Linked DNA regions of Hordeum vulgare: region 1 is linked to region 2. A link is a contact called in public Hi-C data. All regions are on one chromosome and are shown on one strand. Each heading gives the region's core, a stretch centred on a gene start, on an enhancer-like site or on the middle of the called end of the contact. The rest is flanking DNA. Distances are from core to core; before and after follow the strand shown. Region 1 overlaps LOC123426846 (a long non-coding RNA gene). Region 2 holds the start of LOC123426843 (putative lipoxygenase 5).

Evidence for each region. Hi-C and Micro-C count contacts between places; a contact is called where the count stands out from the background.
Region 1: a Hi-C map of leaf shows a contact between it and region 2, with 4 times the contacts expected there. The contact joins the enhancer-like site here to the promoter of LOC123426843 in region 2. A contact is called at or near these places in 2 of 6 Hi-C or Micro-C datasets (leaf and seedling).

The regions. Positions count from the first base shown.
Region 1 is chr2H:500,499,558-500,506,439 of MorexV3_pseudomolecules_assembly, reverse strand. It overlaps LOC123426846 (a long non-coding RNA gene), which reads left to right. Exons shown (of 2, transcript XR_006622324.1): 2 at 1-434. Among protein-coding and RNA genes, the nearest start is that of LOC123433634, 3.9 kb to the left of the region's middle. Within about 2 kb of position 5,624, at least 1 of the 3 cell types and tissues checked has open chromatin away from gene starts, as enhancers often do. A contact at or near this core is called in leaf, where this site is marked.
Region 2 is chr2H:500,327,845-500,334,235 of MorexV3_pseudomolecules_assembly, reverse strand. It overlaps LOC123426843 (putative lipoxygenase 5), which reads right to left and starts at 4,968. Exons shown (of 7, transcript XM_045110740.1): 1 at 4,168-4,968; 2 at 3,288-3,806; 3 at 2,715-3,038; 4 at 2,517-2,602; 5 at 1,959-2,371; 6 at 1,598-1,864; 7 at 433-1,504. The coding sequence starts at 4,540. The coding sequence ends at 751.

The DNA of each region.
Region 1 (6,882 bases), core at 4,375-6,874, 170 kb before region 2:
AGTTGGCTTGTGAACTCCAGCTTGAAGACGCATCGTCAGAGGAATTGAAAATCAGACTGATGCTTGAAGATGGAATCACCAGAGAGGATTCCACTACAAGTCCGCCACAATCCAGGTGCAGAAATAGCTAAAGGCAATGCAAGCCTGATCCTCTCAAGAACGAGGCTAGAAGGGGAAACTGACCGACCATGGGGCACCACGGGCGAGTAGAAGGCGACCCAACAGCCTCATCTTGCGAAGGATTATGCAGGTCCAGGCACCTTTGGCACGCTTTGTCCGGGCGAGTCAGCCACCGGCGCCGACAGTTCCTATAAAGCAGGGATTAACCCATAATTATTTGTAACACTCCTAATCTTGGCTTATTTTATGAGCATCATCTTCATAGAAACTTCTCCAAAAACGTGGGAAAGATATGATAAGAAAGTTGTTTGATATGTGACGGCTTTGAAATCATAAAAGTTTCTAATGAGGTATCAACATGACATATTTTCTATTTTTACCCTTTGGGCTTTTTAGACAAGTATATACATCATTTTCTTCTTATTTCCCCCATCAAATTCCATATTTTTGAAATGTAAAAGTTGTTACCTCACGTTATTGTGCATATAGCAATTTGCTTATTGCATAATCTATTTTCATCTAGGTTACACAAGAAAGATGTAGATCTTGGCAACACTAAGTAGAAACACTAAGCTTGTCTATGATTTGACATAGCGGAGATCTCATCAATGTATCCAGATTTGTCCGTAATGAATTTCTAACTTGAAAAACATCAATGTATCCAGATTTGTCCGTAATGAATTTCTAACTTGAAAAACGATACTCCCTTCGTCTTGGTGCATTAGATATCTTATGAAAATCAAATAATCCCAAAATGATAAGGCACATTACATGCATATTAATTAGACCTCATCTATTAATTCAAGGACCAATGCATGCAATTTATGCGACATGTTTTTTGGATTTAAAGAGGTCTTCTAATTCATAGCATGTTTTTAGTTTAGAAAGGAATAGTGTGATTGGCTTCCTCTACAATTTAATTTCTTCTCCTACCCAATCTCTACATGCCAGATTGCAGTGCACCTTCTAAGGCCCTTCCGAGTGCATGAGAGATTGAGCTTAGCAACAACAAGTAAAACACCTATGCATTGAAAAGTTGAGTTGCTAAGCTATTCAATGCTCTTAGCATCACATCTTAGCACCTTTGCATTGGAAGCAGCCTACTATGCCTAATGCATCAAGACGGAGGGAGTATCGATAGACATTCTTGAGTCCCATCCAATTATGTTTGGTGGATCCAACGACATTATGGAATGTTGAGTTCCAATATATCATTTTCATCATCTCTTGATCTAAATAGATCTTTCTCTACATTTAGAGCATGAACTACTATGAGAATTATGGATGGATAAGATTCGTCCATAATGAATTTCTCTAATATATTTTGGATATAGAAAACACCATAATGTATGAATGAAGGTGCTCAAGTTGTAGTAGGTATTTTGGTTTATCCAAAACCTTCATTTTAAATCTGTCATTTAGATGATTACATGTGTCGTCATTACAAACACAACAATAATTGAATAATCATCGTTGTAGGAGTAATCCTTCTGTATAAGGAACTCATTATGTCGGTTGTACCATATGTACTTATTGATTTTTTTACACATTGCGTTTTGCATTTTGCATTTTGATTCAGAAGCGAGATTCCAACATGAACCATTTATGTCTGAATCTAGTGATCCACATGGATACGTAATCAGTACATCTATCCACTGCATAGATAGATGATTTTGTATTGCCAATGATATAAGTTAGCAAAAAGAGATTCCAACCGTGAAGAATAGTTGGGTATCTGCGTGAATCCTTGCACTACAATGCTTGCTCTATGTTTCACCACCTCATCGTTCTCAATTCTGTTTCCAGAAGAAACTAGTGTAGGTATTGTTTATTTAGGATTATAACCTTGTGCTACAAGCTGTTACCCACCATGCATGCAAACCTTCCCATTATTGAGAAAGATTATTTCTATCAGATTATAACCTTTGCTTGAGTTAAGTCCGAGTGTTGTTCATACCTTGCCATGAGCATGGTCTTTGGACCTGAATCATGTGAAAGGTTTTGCAATGTAGTTGAGAAATGTATGTCAACGATTGTAGACTTCCGGTTATATGATTCTTCAAAATCTATATAACATTATAGAGTTGATGAAAATATCGTTACCCATGATGAGTGCTTGCGATTTCCCAATGCGATTGAGTCGGTATTTCGATGTCCCGGTCATTATATGCACTATGACCTGGATTGGTGGAGGTTTCCCATCCACTGGGTATACTACCCATTAGGTGTGTGTCAACGTGAAGTTGATTTGCATTTACCGATTCAGAGGCCATGATATCCTTGTTTGCAAGAAACTGAATCCTGATGTACTATTGTTGTACTTCTCCCCCTGTTGCTTTGAAGGGGAGTTGAGTGGTTTTAGTTGGTACCTCCACTCTTTTCGACATATTTTTGCAGGATTGTAGGATTGCATGACACCTTTACGTCGAGTAAATGAATTTGGCAGGTTATTTGCAGTGTTTTTCAAATATGCTAAACACATAGTTTAGATCTTTGAGTACGTGGATTTGAGGCACAAATGTGTTCAATATTCCACTAATTTCCTTGCATTCTTCATGGTAATTCTCTCCCTAATTCCCGGAAATATTCCTCATTGAATCAGCATACTAGCCTTGAATAACTCCCCACGCGAGGGCTTGAGGTATTGACGGAAATACAGTTATTCCTCACATAGATCCCAATTATATGTTGATGACCAGTGATGTATGCGAGGTGGTGATATTGGTATGCAATCGAATTACCGTAGATGGGAAATACTTGGTAGATTTCCACGTATCAAAGATAAAGGGGAATAATACTATGAAGTCTGGTCATGAGCGTGTAAAACTGCATGACTCCAACGTAAAGTTGGTAAATTGCAATTTCAAAGTAAAGATCCCGTATTGAGGTTAATTCTTTGGATAGGATTATACCAAACCATTTTGAGTCTAGACTAATAGGACAGAGTGCAAAACTTCAATTATAGGGCCAAGTTGAAGGCACACAAGGAGAATTCTACAACTTGTCCCTTCAATTTGCTTGAAATCGATGTCAGGATAATGAGCCAATGGTTCCGTGTGAATAAAGCACACACTTAAGCCAATGGATGTGGAAGATGCACTCACCTCGACTTGATCCATTCAAGGAGTTTGAGTGGTTCAACATAGACTTTAAGGTGCGCGAGCCTTAAAATTTCGACGGACACCTCTATAGTTTAGTAGGGTACGAGTTAAACTAGGAGCAATAAAGCATCGTGACGTTACTCGAGTACCGAGAGGGATAGTAAATTTCACTCGAGCTGTCAACAAATACCTCATCGCGTCTAGCGATTTTAAAATATCTCCTTTTTCTAAATGAGATTGGAATTTTTTTACTTCCCTCGGTATAGAGTTTGTGGTGCATATGTCCACGAGGCACATATCATCTTTCATCAGATTGACTCCCGTAGACATGAAGGTTCTCAATATGAAAATCATTGTCAGATATATAGAATAAATATAACAATACTTATGTTGTTAATACAACATCATAGATGGACATAGATAAATATTGACCACTTAAGAGATTGAGAGACTATTTATAGTCTCCAAATATGTCGGTTGAGGCATATTCAACCATCACATTCTCCGTGCCCATAGGGTCACATCATCATTATTGATGTGAGGTTGAAGGTTGAAGTGAACTTCAAACCTTTGCCATTGAGGTTCATTGTGTCCGAGGAATTGCTCATACAGAATAACCAGATGTTGAGATGTGAATCAATATATCGCCTTATGATGTATAAGACAACATTCTTCTGTTAGCAGCGTGATCCTGACGAGAGATGAATCTTACTGTCTTGGATTTCGCACATTATCCCACGAGACACAAGAGTGATCATGTTGTCCTTCGCCCAGGAAGGGCAGCGGTGGCCGTTGAGGGCGATGCCTCGAATTCTCTAGCCATCGGTTACTAGAGATAATTAATTTACGATGAGTAAATTAAAGACCATCATATTTGATGTTCTAATGAACTTAGCAAAATCAATGGGTATTTTAAGAAGTTATCTTGAAACCATTAGTGTGAATCTGAAATTGCTAAATATGACACCTTGGAGATAATTTTTAAAATGGAGTGGATCTCTGAGCACTAGGGAGTATAATGTGATGAAATAAGTAGATACTCACTCGTAATGCCTTATGTCATGACTTAGAAAAAATGTGTGGGAGAGCACTTTGTAAAGCAATCATAATGTCGAAGACAAAATGTAGGCTTTATGAGTAGTCATCGATAATCTGCGTAGGCACTAGATCCATATGACTACCTTGTAATCCCAAGCATCAATTTAAAGAAATCACTTTGAATTTTGCATCTGTCTTTGCAAGAAATTGAAAATCTCAATTGCAAATAGACGTATTAATCTCGACATGTAGCGAACATGAAGATACATACATTCCGGAATACATAGTACTCAACACAAATACACTATTATTATAATGAATAGTAATGATGTTGGAGACTTGATATTCAAGTGAAAAACTTGAATTATATGGACCTCTAAATTAAATGAGATGATCTTGTATCTAGTTGCAAGATAATTCAGCAAAATAAATTAATATTTTGTAAGAAAAAATAAATAATCTCAGTCGCAATGATGTTGTTTTGCGAGAGAAGAAAATTCTCAATTGTAAATCTATACTTTAGAGGTATTGAATTTATCTTCACGAGGGGTAAAAATCTCAATTGCAAATAATAGATGTAATTAGTCTCAACATGTAAGAAACATGAAGATATATTACATCAACATATTATATGGAATACATAGTACTCAATATATTTACAGAAATTTAAGCACTAGTGTGGTCAACTAGTCGGATAAGAGAGAGAGCGACTAAAGAAATCCAGTAGCTTTCTATCCCAAATGCACATCGAGGCAGGAGGCGACGCCAGCGCCGGCCGGATGGCCGCATCACCGGAGATGAGAAAATATCCCGCCGCGCTCATCCACAGAGGAGGAGCCACCATGGAGGTGTATGCCAGGCGCAACAACTTTGAAGGCGCTGTTCGCGAGCCCGAGCGTCGCTGGGCTCCATGTGCCAGCGCGGTCGGAGTGGCCGCTCGACGGTGGGCTAGCCACCAGGACGGCGAGGGACATGAGGCAGTGGTGAGCGCTTCACAGCGAAGGCGGACCGCGGCGGTGCTAGAGGAGCCGCTCACGCGGAAGCCAAAGCTTAGGACGGAGGCCCTAGTCGACACTAACACGAAGGCGAGTGCGTGATAGGTAGCGACTCGACGTCGACGACCACGGAGGTCGGAGACGGCAGCGATGGTGCCAAAGATGGCCGGGCAATGGGCTGCACACCGCTCGCCGTCCTCAAGAAGCCAAGCTAGGAGGAGTGCTCGCAGCCGCCGAATCGGCTGCCCACCGCATCGTAAATAGCTTTGGCCGTTTCAGCGGCTGCGCTGCACGGATGGCGAGTGGCCGCTAGTTCCAACGCAATGGAAAATAGGAAATCACATGCTACTTACTTCCCTTTGCATTAGTGGTTGTTTACGTTGATGTGCCTGAATACGTGGAAAATGGAGAACCACTTCATTGCTGTATGGCACAGATCCAGTCCTTGAATCAATGTTGGAAATAAGTCGTGACGAAGCACGGTGCGACAAGCGTCGGTGTGCTAGGTCGGGTTCGTAGCGGTGCGGTCGGCGTCGGTGCGTCAGGTCGGTTCCACGAGCTGGGTCATGACAGTGCGTACATGTGTTGCGATGGTGTGTGTGCATCTGAGTCCGCTGCAGCCATTGGCGATCTGTTGGAAGGCCAAGTCATAGTAGACTAGTGTGAGCACGTCGTGCGCTTGGCCGCAACGGAATCGAGCAAGTGATGTTAGTCGTGCATGCACAAGTGGCGGTTGTGGCCGTGCATGTAGGTTGTTAATGCATGCATGGGTGGATTAGTTAGCCAGAGACCGATTAGTTAGTGCGTGCGTGGTTAGCAGTCGGATGTGACGGCAAGGTTAGTGTGCACGCATGCGAGTCGTGGAGTTTGTGGCTCGGGCTGTACGTGTAGGTCAGCTATTTAAGTTGTAACTCTGGTTGCTTTGAGGGGGGAGTTAGAGCTCTTGAGTAAAAGGCTGTACGTGCAGCCGGCCGTTGGTCGGCGGAAAATTTCCTGTGTTCAGTGTTCAACTCGCTCTTCTTCTTCTTCCTTCGTCCAGGCCAAGAGTGAGAGAGCAGTCCCAACATTTGGTATACAGAGCTTCGTTGCGATCCACTACGTCGACCATGTCCATCGTCCCGTACGGCGCCGGAGGGAGCACGTTGTCGCTCCCCGTGCCGATGCTCACCGGTGACAACTATACCGTGTGGGCGATCAAGGTGGAGGCCAACCTCGACGCGCAAGGGTTGTGGGAAGCGGTGGTTCCGGCGGAGGACTCGGCGGCGGCGGTCATCGCGAAGAAGGACAAGCCGGCGAGGGCATACCTCCTCGGAGCGCTCTCCGAAGACATCCTGCTGCAGGTGTCATCGAAGAAGACGGCGGCGGAGCTATGGGCGAGCCTGAAGACGCGGTTCGTCGGTGCGGACCGGGTGAGGGCGGCGCGGCTCTCCACTCTCCGTGGTGAGTTCGATCGCCTGCGCATGAAGGACGGCGACGAGCTGGACGCGTACGCCGGAAGGATCAGCGGCATGGCAGCAAGGTATGCGGCCCTCGGAGCGACGCTTGACGACGCGGCAATGGTGAAGAAACTGCTCGACACTGCGCCGGACCGGCTGTACGCAGCGGTGGCCGGATTTGAGCAGTTCTGC
Region 2 (6,391 bases), core at 3,719-6,218:
GGATGGCTTGTGTATGAATTTGGATTGGTGCTTTATTTTGAGATACTTAGCTAAACCATTTCGGTTTTTATTGACACTCTACAAAGTTTTGCTTTTGAACATTTGGTGTGCTTGTCCAAAATTTTGAACTATGAGTTGGACCAATGCAGCTGGCCAGTGTGGATATACTATTTGATATTGTACATATTGTTAAAAATAACATTATGTCTTGTTGAATTAGTTTCCATTATGATCTTTTTCGTTGTAGGCCAACCAAGTAAGCCATTACATAATTGACATTGAATTATTTTAAGCTAGTGCTCTGAATTACTCCCTGTTTTAAAATGTAAGATGTTTGATAGTGTCAAGAAGCATAAATGTAAGATGTTTTTCGACACTTACATCTTGAGACAGAGGGAATAGTTTCCATTATTATGATGTTCTCAAGCATGCTTTGAGCTAGTACTCTGGATTATTTACCATTGATTTACAAATGTTTCAAGCATCTGTCGGAATCTCTTAACTATAGGAACTTACGAGATCATTTACACATTCCACCATATTAGCATGTCCCAACTTTTGAACAGAAAAAAATGCAATTAAATCTTCTCCTATCTGGGCCCAAATCAATGGCGATTCGGCCTTCGTGGCGAGGGCCCAAATCAATGGCGATTCTCTTATATGTACGTACTTTTCCCTGAGACGTTCCCGGCCCAAAGTATATCGAGGCTGAAAAATTCCCACGGTCCGCTTCAATTCACTCTCTGCGGGCTAGATGGTGACGCTGTTCGGGACGCCTCGGCAGGTGATGCCCGGCCCGGACGACGGCGCCATGAGCTCGTACGGCAGCACGCCGGCGCCACAGCGGTTGCGCCGGGCGGGGTCAGCGTTGCGCCGCTCGATCTCCTCCTCGGCGCGGCGCACTTCCGCCGCGAACTCTTGCGCAGCAGCCAGCGCCGCCGGGTCCGCCGTCCACTCCTCGTTGGACCGCTCCCCGAGGTACTGCTCGTCGGCGGAGTGCGTGGAGAGCGTGTCGATGACCGTCATGAAGGTCGTCGTCTGCGTGAGGCTGGGCAGCGCCGACAAGTAGAACCGGTGCGGGTCGGCGACGAGGTGCTCGTACTCCGGGTCGCCCTCGGCCGGCACCAGCCGGCGCATGAGCGGCGGCCGGTTGGGGATGTAGCCGCCGAGCGGGTACTGGCCGAAGTTGAGCGCGGCGTGCTGCGCCGAGCACAGCCACACCAGCGTGGTGAGCAGGGACGCGAGGTCGCCGGCCGTGGTGAGGCGCGGCCACCACGGCGCGTCGCACTTGTCCGGGTGCCCCACCTGCACGGCCTCCGTGTACCACGACTGCAGCTCGTAGTCGTCCTGCACGGCCTCGTCGGACGGGTAGTAGGCCGCCACGTAGGCCTGGCACCACCGCGCGATGGCCGACCAGAGGAGCAGCCCGTCGGTGGCGTAGGGGTAGTCCTCGATGAGCAGCCGGAGCCCGTGCGGCTGGCTCGCGTCCTCCACGGCCATACCTCTGCGACAAACCAAACACCAAATGAATATTTGCGCCTTCCTTTTGCAACGGTCGACAGGAGCAGAGCCATTTTGAAGTGAAGCTTTGTTGTACCTTCTGATGAGGTCGGCGGGGAGGCCTTCCTGGTCGAGCCGCCAGAGGTTGTCGTAGGCGAAGGAGCTCATCTCCATGCAGTAGCGGCCAGGGGTGAACCCGGACTCGATGACGCCGTCTCCGTTGATGAGGATCTGCCGCGCCAGCGCGTTGATCTTGAGCGTGTACCGCATGTGCGGCTTGAGCAGCTTGAAGATGGGGTGCATGGCGCTCATTTGCCGGTGCGCCGCGATGATGAAGGGCTCCATGCACGCGTGCGTCCTCAGCCTGTACCGCCAAAACAATCATTCAGCTCAGCTCGTCCGCAACCATCGCCGGCGATGAAAAAATAACCTGAATCGGAATGTTCAGAGAAGCGTACCAGTGGTTGATGAGCTGGTGGACGCCGGCGTCGTTGGAGCAGACATGGGCCTTGGCGAGCTGCCACAGCCAGATGCTGGTGGCGTCGGCGGGGGGCGTGAACACCCGCTTGGCGCGCTTGCAGTCGTCGGTCATGGGCGGCAGGCACAGCTCGATCGCGATCGGCTTCAGCGTGCCCCCGGCCGTGAGGAAGAAGAGCGTGCGCGTCCCATAGGCCTTCCGGCCGTCCAGGGAGTTGATCCGGTCGAGGAAAGGCATGAAGATGTCATGGTAGTCCAGCATGTACAGCTTGTTCTCCTCCAGCGCCTGCTGCACCGACATGCCGTCCAGGTTCCCGATGATGTGCTCCTCCGTGATGGCCGACTCCGGCGGGCCGTAGACGGCCGGGTCGAGCTTGCTCACCGGCGGGAACACCTAGAAAAGAAGGCAAAACGCTTTCCTCAGGCCCATTGCAATACGCACAGAGTCGCACGCAGACAGCAACGTTGTAGTACAGTTGTTGAGCTCTGTTTTGGAAGCTGCAGCGTTGCCGTTGTTTCGCGCGAGACGGACGGCTTACCTGAAGCCGCTCGATGTTGACGGGGTTAATGCCAGCCAGCGCCTGCCTCGCGAACTCGTCGTCACGCAGCCACGCGAACTTGTCCTCTGCAACAACAGGCCAAGCCAAGAAAACAAAACAGCGTCAGTACAAACAAAGAAACAAGAAGCCATGGCGTATCTTATCATATCCCAGTGGGTGATTCGGTGGGCTTATTACTCTTGATGATGTCGGGGGTGTCGTAGCGGAGGAGGCCCTCGCTGTTCTCCTGGATCTTGCGCACGAATGGGATCTTCTGGAACAGCTGGTCGTGCAGGGCCTGCTTGAGGCGGAGGCCCTCCTTGAAGAGGTTGTCGACGTCGTGGAAGCCGGCGAAGTCGCGGCTGTCCGGCGACACGGAGCTCACCAGCAGCGGCATGAAGTTGTGGAGCAGCGCCTTGATGGCGCCCTCGGACAGCATCTCGTTCTTGCCCTCCTCGAACTCCTCGTCCCGCGACACGTAGATGGGCTCCGGGTACTCCACCCTGCTCTCCGCGCCCTCGTCTGCAGTGCACCAAACCAAACGCAACGGCCAAGTCAACGTCAGTGACGATCGGGTGGTTCGGGTACGAAAGCAACGCGCCGGAGCCGGACCGACGGTTTCGCTCCCGCCATGTCGGGGAGGACACTGTTGCTATCGCAGAATTTATTGGATGGATGGATGGATCGGTCGAGTCGATGCCGACGGTGGTGCCAAGGCAAAGGCGGCCCAAGGAGAAGAGAAGAGGAAAAGAAGAATGGAGAGCGGCTTGCCTGTGACGGTGCTTGGCCGGGCCGTCCGCATCCGGCGCGGGTACGGCAGCTTGTCGCCGCCGAGGACGGGGCGCTCGAACCCGGCGCCCTTGTCCGGGTTGCCCAGGTCGTTGTACACGTCGTAGTCGTAGGCCCGGTCGGTGGTCTTCCGCACGCCGGTGCCGCTGCCGCGCAGCTCCTTGAGCTCCCGACGCCGGACGTCCCTCAGCCCCGGCGGCGTCTGGGACGGCAGGTAGGGCTTGTTGGTGAAGAAGACCCGCGGGGCAGGGTCGATGCGGCTGGGCTGGACCCACGAGTTGCAGGTGAAGTGCGCCGGGCCGGACGGGAAGCCCTCCACCAGGATGCTCTCGATGAAGAACTCACGCTGGTGCCGGTTGAGCACGGTGACGGCGCCCGGCTCGCCGAAGGCGGCGTCGACGGTGAACTCCGCCGTGTACACCACCAGTTCCGCCTTGACGTCCCGTTTCTCGAACCACCCCACCAGCCCCGACTTGTTGCTCTTCTTGGGGTCTCCCTTTCCTGGCAACAGCAGAAAAGCCAACAAGATCCGCTCAGCTCAAACTCAATGCGTGCTCCCGTTCCAATGATTCGCTCTGATTTTGATACTACTCGAGACAAGCATGCCACATGTGAGAAGAGAAGAAGAAAAATCAAATCGACAAGCAGAGGCTACGGGGTTGGTGGCCGTGCGCTCGGCTTCCATGTGGACGCGCGCACGCGCAGGTCAAGAGACACCAGCTGGAATATTCTCGTCCCTGGAGTGGAGCTGAAGCGGCGAACGGAAAGCGGAGGAAAAGCTGAATTCAAAGATGCAGCCCGACGGCCACGGAATTCAAACGCAGCAAGGAAGCTTCGCGGCGGGGACGGGGGGGGGGCTTACTTGGGTCCGTCTCGGTGCTGATGAGCTCGAGCAGGACGCTCCGGCCGACCCTGTCGGCGTAGGCGTCCATCTGCTCGGCGACCTGCTCCTTGACCTCCACCTTCCGCTTCCGGCGCACGGTGACCACGGCCCTCGCCGCCACGCTCTGCGGGTGCGCCTCCGGCCGGGCCACCCTCTCGGCCGGCGCCGAGGTGAGGACGACCCGCTCGGCGAGGGCGCCCACCGGCGCCTTGGACCGCACCGTCCTCCTCGAGGGCCTCCCGCCCAGGCTCGCGAAGCAGAGCCCGCGCTCCCGGCCGCCGCGATGCGCCGCGGTGCTGGCAGAGCCTGCCGCCTGCAAGAAGGATCTCCCCAGCAGCTCCATCGGCGGCATGACCGTAGAAAGAAGCTCCCCTCCCTCGTCGGCGCAGATTAGCAAGGTTAAGATCGCTCGCCGGGGACGAAATGGGTCAGAGCGGCTGGCCGGGCAGGGGGATATGTTTCTCGCTCTGGATCTTGGACGGTTGGACCGGACACCAGTAGCAGCCCCCCTGTTTTCTTTTGTGCTGCCTTTCTCTCTCGTAGTGGGACTGGGAGCGCATTATATATAGGCGCTGGCGGGAGGAGGGCGAAGGGTAGCTAAGCCAGAGGCAGAGGGAGGCCGAGCGCCCGAGCGGAGCGCGCGGTCGCCCGAGGGAAAGAAACCACGAGCGCGATGTGGAATCCCCGCGCCGGCCACACGTGTTCCATACATCCTACGCGAATAGAAAACGGCGGGCGAGCGAGCTGCGGGGCCGAGGCTTCGACGCAGGTGAGGTGCCGGTGCTGGTGCTGGTGCCGGTGAGCGCGGGGGATGGGCTTTTGTGGCTTGATGATTCGGACAACAAAGCCCCGGGTACACCCCCAATAAAACCCAGGGGGGCGAGCGGGGCCGTGGGGTGGTTCGCCCGGCGGACCCACCGAACTGTTTCATAGTTTTGATTGGTGCGCGTAGATGTAGGTGCATCTCAATGGAAACCGGTTGAATGCCGACAATTCGACGAGGTGGTACGCCAAAGCATCAATCCTGGCGGTACTTGCATAACAAAGCGGTTAATCATGTGGATTGTCAAAAAAAAGAAAGAGCGGTTAATCATGTGAATCAGAAAAGCGCGATTCACTTTCTTGCATGCATTCTCGTAAAATTTAACTAGACATGATCCAACCTTTTGGCTCCTCCCTCCTCCTTGGCTTTCTCTCGGCTACAGAGCCATATCGTGGCTTTGCCACCGGGTGGGCCTACGTCATCTTACATTATGGAAGCTAAGAGCTTACACAATAGTAATATATGAATACAGATGCCTCATGATAAAAAATAGCTTACATATCAATATTGATTTTTTTTTCTCTCCAATGCAAGGTGTGTGCCTCGTCAAAGAATAAAAAAATCAAGACTCTAATACATGTATCTCTACTTTTCACTCTAACTTTTTTAGCTTTTTACATCAGACCATACATTTTCTCTTCAAGCACCCGCCTCCTGCATAGGATCCCGCTTCCTTATGTGTGACGTCCTCGTTTTAATCGTACGCTAATCATAGACGCAAATGCGTACGATCAAACCCAAGGACTCACGGGAAGATATCACAACACAACTCTAGACACAAATAAAATAATACAAGCTTCATATTACAAGCCAGGGGCCTCGAGGGCTAGAATACAGAAGCTCGATAAACAAACGAGTCAGCGGAAGCAACATATCTGATTACAGACATAAAACATGGGGTGCCTTAGAGAAGGCTAGCACAAAAGAAACACGATCGAACGAGGGGAGGCCTCCTGCCTGGGAACCTACTAAACTACTCCTGGTCTTCAGCGGCCTCCATGAAGAAGACATCATCGGGATGGCGGACATCGGCAGGAAACTCCACTCCTGGGCTCCATCATCTGGACGCAGCAACGGATCAAGGGGAGCAAAGCAACGGTGAGTACTCATCCAAAGTACTCGCAAGACTTACATCAGAACTATGCTAAGTATGCATCATTATCAAAGAAGGGGGTTGGTTATATGTGGACTGAGGGCAGCAATGCAAGAATAGAGAGAGAAGGCCTACTCCTATCGAAGACTAGCATCTTCAGGGTCTTGCAGCAATAGACGAGAGTAGAACAGGTGTAACACAATTAATAATCATATTGTTGCAGCAATATTAAAATGAGGTCACGCCCACAGATCCTCCCTCGACTCCCTGTGAGGAAGCAATCCCGG